2 separate regions of the Mus musculus genome follow, and region 1 is linked to region 2. Evidence: chromatin contacts called from public HiChIP or PLAC-seq data. All regions are on one chromosome and are shown on one strand. The core of a region is the stretch at or near the end of the contact, and the rest is flanking DNA. Distances in the headings are between cores, read along the strand shown.

Region 1 (4,749 bases), core at 316-2,815, 290 kb before region 2:
AACTAGAGTTATGGGTGGTTGTGAGACACCACGTAGGTGCTGGGAGTTGAACTCTAGGTCCTTGGCAAGGATAGCAAGTTGGGTTTTATTGTTGTTTGTTTTATTTTGTTGAGGCCCTGGATGCCTAGAACTTAATATATAGACCAGGTTGGCCTTGATCTCATAGAGATCCACCTGTCTCTGGCTTCTAGTGCTGGGAGTAAAGATATGGGCTACCAAATGTGGTAGACAATGTATTCTTAACAGCAGAGCCACTCTTCCAGCCCTGGTCTTTTTCTCTTGTTTTAACCTTTAAAAAGGGCACTTTAATATAGTATTAAACAGAAGGATTAGGAGAGAAAGAGGCTCTCAGAAGAAAGTAAGTTGTACCCAAGTGTGGGGACACACTCTGTATGAGAGGGGTACCACAGATGAGGTCTTGGCCATCCAGTGGACTGGCCTCTGCTCTCCTGATGCTCTGGGCTGTTTTTTTCCCAGGTCACAACCTTCCTGAGCTAGCTGACCTCTCCAGCTTGGGTGGCCTGAACCCAAAGGGCTCCTTCACATGCTCCTTCCTCCCTTGCTGTCTGTCCCCACAGGCTGTGGAGAAGCTGGTGCAAGGAGCAGAGGGTGGCTGCCACTCTGAGAAGGAGAAACAGGTCGTCCTGAACTGCAGCCGGCTACTCACCCGAGTGCTGCCTTACATCTTCGAGGACCCCGACTGGAGGGGCTTCTTCTGGTCCACAGTGCCCGGGGCAGGGCGTGGAGGGGTCTGTGGGCCTGGCCAAGGGGGGGTTGGAGGATCCTGGCAGGGCCACCTGTTTTTAGGAAGTATAGGGATGGGGACTTAGAGGTAGGGTACCACTGAGGGGGAAGGAGCCAGTACCAACTTTTCAGGCCTTCGGTTTCTCTCCCAAGGGGCCTAGAGCAGGGGTGCAGGGATAGGCCCATTATGTCTTTAGAAGGACCACACTATCTTCTCCCAGGCCCCATCTACTCAGGGCTTTATCTTCAGTCAAGTGCCAAGGGTTGAGACCTCATGATTCCCAAGATGTCCAGTACCCCTGGTGGGACATTTCTCATTATGCCCAGTGTTTGCCTCTGCCCTGCCCTCTTCTGGCAAAGGGAGGTTTGGGGTGAGCAGGAAGTCACTTCCTCTTTCCCTCCACTTTGTCTACCTACATGTGCCCGCTGAGACCCAGTCCCATATTCACGACACCCCCAAGCCGTGGGGCCACCTCTCCTTGGCCAGCCCCCCACTGAGCAGCCTGCATCTTTAGCAGGGTGAGGAAGAGGATGAGAACGCTCGTCCCTTGGCTGAGTCCTTGCTCCTGGCCATTGCCGATTTGCTCTTCTGCCCAGACTTCACTGTGCAGAACCACCGGAGGAACGACGTGGTGAGACACCCAGGCTGGGCTCTGATCCTGCTGGGGCCAGCATAGTTACGGTTCTCCCGAGTGCAGGGTGCAGGGTGCAGGGTGCAGGGTGCAGGGGTGGCTCAGAGGGCAGGCCTCCTAAGCATAAGTGTCCTGGGTGGGATAGGGGGTTGCACTGTTGGAGAGGAGCCAGCTGGTGTCCAGCCTGCCTGTCTCCTAGGCAGCATCACACAAGCACCTATTGTCTTCCCTGCCCGAGCTGGGAGGGGAACAGGGCTGGAACCAGGAAGCCTGTCTTTTTACTCTGGCATTCCACCAGGAATACTTTCTCCCTTCAGTCTGCCACACCCCTACTCCTCCAACCTTCCCTACCTCCTCTCCCTGCCTCAGACTGGGCTCAGCAAGTAAAATAATCAATGCAAGACTGCAGGGAAACGAGCCTTTAAAGAACTCCAACAGCACCCATTTCTCTCCTTGTCCGTTAGGAGACTGGCATGGGAGGGGAGGGCTGACCTTAGGAGAACACCGGGGTACGTTGCTGCAGCTTGGGAAGCTTAGGGAGTCAGGGCCCGCCTCACGCCGATATTTGTTTTGTGACACCCTCATCCCCTGTTACTACTTCCTGTTTCTAGGACTCAGCAGAAGATGTCCATTCCCTGGACAGCTGTGAATATATCTGGGAGGCTGGTGTGGGCTTTGCTCATTCCCCACAGCCCAACTACATCCATGACATGAACCGGTGAGCTGGACCGGGCTGGCCTGTGCATAGCTCAGAGACCCAGCCCTCTTACCATCCATCCTTGGCCTTACAGGGAGGAACAGGGGTCATTTTTTCCCCATGGGCCTGGGCCAGGGAGGTGGGTCGATGTGTCAGCCCCTTCCAGATGGAGACTGGGGTTCTCATGTAGCCTTTCCTGTCCCTCCTGCAGGATGGAGCTGCTGAAGTTACTGCTCACGTGCTTCTCAGAGGCCATGTACCTGCCCCCATCTCCAGAGAGTGGCAGCACCAACCCCTGGGTTCAGTTCTTTTGTTCCACGGAGAACAGGTGAGAGGCGGCTGGCCTTCCTAGTCTGGTTCTAGGAACCCTGTGCCAGCCCTGATGGTTTTATTTGAGGAGATGTGCTGCCCCCTGGTGTCGTGAAACTATAACTTAGCCATACATTTATTTTTTAATTATTTATTTTTATTTTGTTTACACTGGTGTTTTGACTGCATGTATGTCTGTGTGAGGGTGTTGGATCCCTTGGGACAGGAGTTACAGACAGTTGTGATTTGTCATGTGTGTGCTGATAATTGAAGCTCGGTCTTCTGAACCTTACTATCAGGGCCCCAAACTTCCTGGGGGCTCCTGGGCCAAGGTTCAGGTCTTCCATCTAGAACCGCATTGTTTAGTAGAAATATAATGTAAGGGGCTTGAAATGTAGCTCTGTGTATAGAGTGCTTGTCTACTATGCATGGAGCCCTGGATGAACTGGGTGTGGCGGCACAGGGCTGTAATCCCAGCATTCCGGAGGTGGAGGCAGATCAATCAAGAAGTTTAGGGTCATCCTTGGCTACTAGTGAGTTCTGGGCTAGCCTATGGTACATAAGACCCTTTCTTGAAAGCAAAAAGGAAGAGAACTTATATATTTTATTTAGCTCGGTACATTTAAAAACGTGAGCCTTAAATTTGTAATGAGTATATAGAGCTATTGCTATCATTTGCATTTCCTTTCCTCACGTTTCCTTCCCTGAATCCAGTGTGTACCTTATACTTCCAGCGTCAGCTGGATCAACCGCTCAAGAGCACTTAGTCGCCAGCCACATGTGGCTGTGGTTGCTCTTTGGGACAGTGGGTAGAGAAGAGGGTCTGAGGACCACCCTGATAGATGGAAAAGTCTGGATCGTGCGGGACTCAAGAGGGATATGGGGACACTTATGAGTACATGGGGGTGCCACATAGTCATCAGTGGGACAGAGTACTTGAAGCATACACCCCAGCTGTGCACACCCAGCTGTGCAACCCAGCTGTGCACACCCAGCTGTACACACTCAGCTGTGCATACCCAGCTGTACATACCCAGCTGTGCACACCCAGCTGTGCAATCCAGCTGTGCACACTCAGCTGTGCAATCCAGCTGTGTACACCCAGCTGTGCCCCTGTGCAGCTAACACAGGTGTTAGCATTCTAAACTTTTAACCTTACTCCTTCTGGAAGCTGACCCCTGCATGACATGGCTCCCCTCTGGGTTTTGCTGGTTCCCTGCTTTTTATCACCACAAGAGAGGGTCTCCAAGTGTCCCACAATGCTGGCCACAATCAGAGCCTGGCCAGGGTTTCTTCTCATAGCTATGCCAGGCACACAGCAACACTTTGTCACTTGCTCACTCACCTAACCTCTTGGATCTCAGTCTCCTCATATGTAAGATGAGGAGCTTGAACCTTGACATCTATGGACCGGATTCAAGTCATACTGTAGCCTGGGAGCCAGGGGATGGAGCTGGTTTCTGCTCCCCAAGGGGAGGCTGTCTTTTCCTTGCTCCTCTAACCTCTTGCCTGTAACCCCAGTGGAGGGTGTGTGACCCCAAGAACTGAGAAGGGCGTGAGCACGTTCTCTACAGGGAGTCCATCCCTGTGTAATGGACTCCTCTGCTCTTGGCCCAGCTTGTCCCTGATCAGAGTCAGCCACATGCATGGATAGGGAGGGCATTTTCTATTCAGGAAGGGACAAGCTCGTCCTTCTGCCTTCTGCCTGATAGCACAGCTCCCTGGCTGTGGCTGTGGCTGTGGCTGTGGCTGTGGCTGTGGCTGTGGCTGTGGCTGTGGCTGTGGCTGGAGAGGCAGGCGTGCCCAAGGGAGCATCCCTGCAGCCTTGCTCTGTGCTCTCTCGCAGACACGCGCTGCCCCTCTTCACTTCACTCCTCAACACCGTGTGTGCCTATGACCCTGTGGGCTACGGGATCCCCTACAACCACCTGCTCTTCTCGGACTACCGGGAGCCCCTGGTGGAGGAGGCTGCTCAGGTGCTTATTGTCACCTTGGACCATGACAGTGCTACCAGCACCAGCCCCACCGTGGACGGCACCACCACGGGCACAGCTATGGATGATGCTGATGTAAGGACCGGATGGGGAGATGGCTGGGGGGCAGATGGTATCTCCATTAGCACAAGCCATGGGCAAAAGGCACACACCATGGGAGGCAGCTCGTGGTATGCCTGGAGCGGGGGAGGGTCCAACTTTGGAAAGCTCACTGCTGCTATCCAGGCAGACCTGAGTGAGGGATCTGCTCACCATAGCTCCTCTCCTTGGCAGCCTCCAGGGCCCGAGAACCTGTTTGTGAACTACCTGTCCCGAATTCATCGTGAGGAGGTGAGTTAGGCACAGCGGGGGTGGGGGAGATTCTAACTGCCCA
Region 2 (5,011 bases), core at 72-2,571:
TGCCTTACCGTGTGTCTCATGTTCAGTCTACATTTTCTTTCCCCCAGGGTTTTGCCCCTTTCTCCCTTTTCTTCCCCTATGCTCACTGGCTGCTTTCAGCCACTCTCAGGATTCTCAGCCCCTCTGCCCCTCCCCATGCTCGGGACCAGCTACTGCTTTTAGTCTCCGGTATCCCCCAGTTGCAAGGCTCTCCTGGGATAATAGTCAAACCACTTTCAGGTCTTCCTGGCATTTCATGCTCTTTTGAATTGAGACTCGGGAAGGGACGCCTTTCTCAGAGACACAGAAATCTGGGTCAAGTCAGTGGTTGTATTTTTATCCCTTAGGGAAAGCTGTGTGGAGGGAGCCACAAGACACAAGTAAGAGAGGCCTGGGTGGGGCTCTTTGGCTTGGTCCCCATGGTCCCCAAGCCTCAGCAGGATCCTTGGATGGTTTTTGATGAAGGTTTTCATGGTTTTTGAATTCTTCTAAAGCGAATCCCTATTTCCTTATGTGTGTTCTAGGTGAGTTTATGGTAGCTGTAAACAAAACAGTCCTGGCCATGATGGCCTCTAAGGGAACAGAGGTCCCACCCAGGCTTTGTCTGAAGCCAGTGGATGAGGGTGCCAGGGACTAAGCAGGGGTCCTGGTAAAGCAGTATGCGCTCTTAACCCCTGAGCATCTCTCCAGCCTCGGCAAAGGGGAGACTTTCCTTTCCTTTCCCTTACCCTTTCCCTTCCCCTTCCCCTTCCCCCTTCCCCCTTCCCTGCCCTTCCTCCTTCCCCCTTCCCCTCCCTTCCCCCTTCCCTTCCCTTCCCTTCCCCCTTCCCTTCCCCTTCCCCTTCCCTTCCCTTCCCTTCCCTTCCCCCTTCCCTTCCCCTTCCCCTTCCCCTTCCCTTCCCTTCCCTTCCCTTCCCTTCCCTTCCCTTCCCTTCCCTTCCCTTCCCTTCCCTTCCCTTCCCTTCCCTCCCCTCCCCTCCCCTCCCCTCCCCTCCCCTCCCCTCCCCTCCCCCTCTCCCAATCCCTTTCCCTCTCCCCCTCCCTCTCCCCCTCCTCTCTCTCATTCCCCCCTTCTCTCCCCTCTTTGTTTTTTCTCTGTGTAGCCCTGGCTGTCCTGGAATTTACTCTGTAGGCCAGGCTGGTCTCACAGAGATTCCCTCCTGCCTCTCCCTCTTGAGTGTTGGGATTAAAAGTGTGTGCCACTGTGCTGGGTCATGTGCAGATTTTTAACTGCATGATTTATTTGTAACGTTTTAGCAGGCATCTTGACCTACAGCCTAGATATCCACTTGAGGGAATGGACTTCCTGGGGACTTGCGGTCACAGCTGGCCGCAGGCCTGGGACAGGAAGGTGCCTGTTGGCAGCAGCAGCTGGGGCACAGCCCTCTGGTCAGCGGAGTGAGGCATGGAGGCAGAAGCCGAGTTTGAGAAGCTGGACTCCTGTTAGTCATTTATGGAAGCTGCCCCTCCTTCCCTTTCTTCCTCTCCCCCGCTTCTCATCCAACTCTTTTTTTTTTTATTCTCCTGCTCTTCTCTCCCCCTCTCCCCATGCCCCTTTCCTGTCTCCGAGACAGGCCAAGCATAACTACAGCTAACCACCAGGAGGGAATCTAGAAAAAATAAAAGTGACATCACATTAGTGACCATCCAGCAGGAAGTGGCAGCCCATGGCTCGATGACACAGCTGGCCATAAAATAGAGAACAGACAGCATGCTCCACCCAGGGAAACTTTGCCAAAGATCCTTCCAGTGACTTATTCTGCCTCTACCAAGCGATGTTCGGAGTGAGCCTCCAGCTTCCTCAGGAGCCTTTTCACTGTTCATTCGTTTTTCTGAAACCCAGAAGCTATCACACAGCTGCCCCGCCCCCACCCGCCATCATTTGATACCCGAATATACTCAGATTCTCTCTTTCCTCACTTTCTCTCTCGAAACGGACAGTCTGTTTTCCATGTAGACGAGGAAACAGGACTTGGTACATCTACCTGGAATACGCTCAGTGAAGGGGGCTGACGGAGCACTAGCCACTGTGTCTGGCAGGGGCGGTGTCTGGTGATTGATTAAATGTGACTGATGGAGATCTCTCCCGGGGCTGAGAACACGAGTCTCTCGAGATAGCAGGGAAGGGGAAAGCTAGCAACCTTGTAAATAAGAATGCTCTAGAAGGCTTGTCTGCAGTCCTGGGGTGGATTCTGAAGCTTGCTGTCTCTGCCACAGCTTTCTGTCTGAACATCCATCATTTGCCCCGAGGGCCAGGCACTATTCTTCCTGCTGTGAGGAGGGGTTAGTGGGGGTTGTCAGTAGATAAAGCTCTATTGTGTGTCTAGTTTGCTCTCCTGTTGTGCTTCGATCTTTGTCCTGACCAGAACCAGTTAGAGGAAGAAAGGCTTAATTCTTCCTCCAGTTTCAGGTCACAGGCTCTCACCGAGGGTGGTCAAGGCAGGGACTGCAGCAGAAAGCAGAAACCATGGAAGGACTGTTGCTTGTGTGCTTAGCTGGCTGCTTACAGAGTTCAGGACCAACTGCCCAGGATGGGCTCTCTTGTATCCATCGACAATCTGACAACCCACTCCCCCTGCCCCCAAGACAGCCGCAGGCCAATCTGCTTTGACTTGTCCTCCTCCATGACTCTTAGTTGTGTCAAGTTGATAATAAAAACCAACCAGGAGGCAGAGGTAGGTGAATCTGTGAGTTTCAGGCTAGCCTGGTCTACATAGTGAGTTCCCGGCTATCCAGGGGTACACAGTGAGATCCTGTCTCAAAACAGGGATTCTCTTGTCTTTGCCTCCTTGACACTGGGATTCCAAGACTGTACCTACCACTCTGCCTGGTATTTCATGTGCCCATTGATCAAAGTCAGGCCTCATGTTCATGCAGCAAGCACTTTACTGACTGTACCGTCTCTCCAGCCATGGACATTGCTGCTTCTCCATCAAAGCGCCTTGTATTCAACTTGTCAATCAACCGACCATGGATCTATTCATGGGCTTTTTACATGGCCATTGATCATTGTGTATCCTTGCTGATAGCTTTAGTGGAGCACAAGCCCATTAATGTGCTGTACTCTCTTCTCCAGCCATCCCAAAAGGTCCCAAGCTGCTCTGTGGCTATGGCTCACGTTGGTTTCTACCTTTATGCTTGGTTGAACCCCCACCCTTTACCCCACAAAGCCTTCTCTGCCTCACCACATATGGTCACACTGAAACTTCTGTAGCGTGAACCTGCAAACTGGACCTGGAAGGAATCAGACAATGAAGTGTTGGCCGATTCCTGACAATGATGACAGTGTGGTTCACTGAGACCCAACAATATAAGCTGTTTTCTGTTGTTCTATTGACCTGTAATGGAGAGACACAACCCTGAATTCAGAGCGCTTACAGAAAGGTTGGGGTAGGAGAGCCTGCTTGTCAATCTTCGAGGTTCTTGTTCAGCCATAGAATTTGTGAGTGAACTGGCTAATGGTGTGGGTGTGAAGGGTATGGGGTCAGCACTGGAACTCACTCTGTAGACCAGGCTAGCCTCAAACTCAGAAATCTGCCTGCCTCTGCCTCCCAAGTGCTAGGATTAAAGGTGTGCACCACTACTGAAGGGTGGTGGCTATTGGCTCTTATTCCAGTGTGATCAGCAGCTCCCTCAAGAGTATAGCTTTCTCCTGTGCAAAATGGGGATAATAATTGGTCCTTCTTTCAAGGTGGTTGTCAGGGACTACAGAGATGGCTCAGCGGTTAAGAACACTGGCTCCTCTTCCAAAGGTCCTGAGTTCAATTCCCAGCAACCACATGGCAGCCCATCTGTAATGGAATCCAATGCTCTCCTCCAGTGTGTTTAAAGACAGCTACAGTGTACTCATTTAGAAAAAAAGAAAAACCTGCTTTAAGGTGATTGTCTGCATGGGATGAGATAATAGATACAGTAGCAGTCTCTCAGCAAACAGGGGTCCTTATTATAATTACAACTATTATCATTGCTACTGTTATTTGAGATTTGAGACAAAGTCTTCCTATGTGGCCCTGACTGGCCTGGAACTTAATACATAGACCAGACTGACCTCAAACTCAAAGAGATCCACCTGCCTCTGCCCCTGAAGTGATGGGGTTAAAGTGTGTGAGTACTCCCAGCTCTCTGTGTTTGAGCTAGTGACTTGTGTAGTCCAGGCTGGTCTTGAACCCAAGGTCTTCCTGTCTCAACCTCCCCAATGCTGGAATTATAGGCATATATAATATGTGTTGTGCATATGTGTGTGTGTGTGTCTGTTGTGTGTTTGTGTGTGCTGAATTCTCATTTGCTTTCTGTTTGTCTATGGATGCTCTGTGCATCTGTGAGTTAAAAGATAAATAAAATCACTTTTATTTATGTAGCGGGGAAGTATATATGTGTTTAGGTCAGAGCACAACTGTCGAGATTCAGTTCTCTCCTTCCACCATGTGGGTGCTGGGGCTTGACCCCTCCCTCAGGTTGTCAGTCTTGGTGACAGGCATCTTTACACACTGAGGGGCTTGGATTGCCCTGTGTGCTTTTTCTATATCCTTCTGCATGTGCGTGTTGTGCTGCTGTGTGTCCTGTTTTTGGTGCTAGCTACTTTTTCTCATTGTTGTGGCAGAGTATCTGACAAAAGCAACCTGTTGACTCACAGTTGAGAGGGTTCGGCTCACTGTGGCAGGAATCGTGGAGCTGAGAGCATAAACAGCCATATCATATCCACAGTCAGGAGGCAGAGTGAGACACAGGCTGATACTCAGCCTGCTTTCTCTTTTGTTTAGTCAGGGACCTGAGCTCTTGGGGAGGTGCTGACCTTGCCTAAGGTAGGTCTTGCCTCTTTAGTTAAATTGCTTGAAACACTACTATGTAGCCTAGGATTGGCCTTGAAATCTCTCTGTGGCCCTGAGTGGTCTTGAACCCTCAACCCTCCTCTTTTTGCCTCTCTAGTTCTGGGACTTCAAGCATGTTCCTTCTTCCACCTAGCTATAGGCCCAGAGATGAGAAGGCTCGTAAACTTCTTGTGACTTGTAGTTCATCATTGTCTCCTGTCCAA

Evidence for each region. HiChIP or PLAC-seq counts read pairs in DNA pulled down with a chosen protein or histone mark.
Region 1: a contact with region 2 is called in a FOXA1 HiChIP or PLAC-seq map of pancreatic cancer cells. The contact joins two enhancer-like sites. A contact is called at or near these places in 13 of 39 promoter capture datasets (the 3T3-L1 cell line, 3T3-L1-derived adipocytes, the C10 cell line and 8 more), 2 of 15 datasets of contacts at CTCF or cohesin (embryonic stem cells and pro-B cells), 31 of 484 Hi-C or Micro-C datasets (B cells, the Ba/F3 cell line, CD4 T cells and 19 more), 4 of 115 datasets of contacts at active chromatin or transcription factors (astrocytes, bone marrow-derived dendritic cells, bone marrow-derived macrophages and 1 more) and 3 of 9 other capture datasets (embryonic stem cells, liver and pancreatic islet).

Annotation. Positions count from the first base shown.
Region 1 is chr11:115,356,322-115,361,070 of GRCm38.p6, reverse strand. It overlaps Hid1 (HID1 domain containing), which reads left to right. Exons shown (of 19, transcript NM_001346774.1): 3 at 579-749; 4 at 1,263-1,376; 5 at 1,988-2,094; 6 at 2,285-2,401; 7 at 4,229-4,451; 8 at 4,650-4,706. Among named protein-coding and RNA genes, the nearest start is that of Hid1, 9.1 kb to the left of the region's middle. Within about 2 kb of position 1,565, at least 57 of the 459 cell types and tissues checked have an H3K27ac peak or open chromatin away from gene starts, as enhancers often do. A contact at or near this core is called in pancreatic cancer cells, where this site is marked.
Region 2 is chr11:115,068,496-115,073,506 of GRCm38.p6, reverse strand. No RefSeq gene overlaps it. Among named protein-coding and RNA genes, the nearest start is that of Cd300e, 9.0 kb to the right of the region's middle. Within about 2 kb of position 1,321, at least 139 of the 459 cell types and tissues checked have an H3K27ac peak or open chromatin away from gene starts, as enhancers often do. A contact at or near this core is called in pancreatic cancer cells, where this site is marked.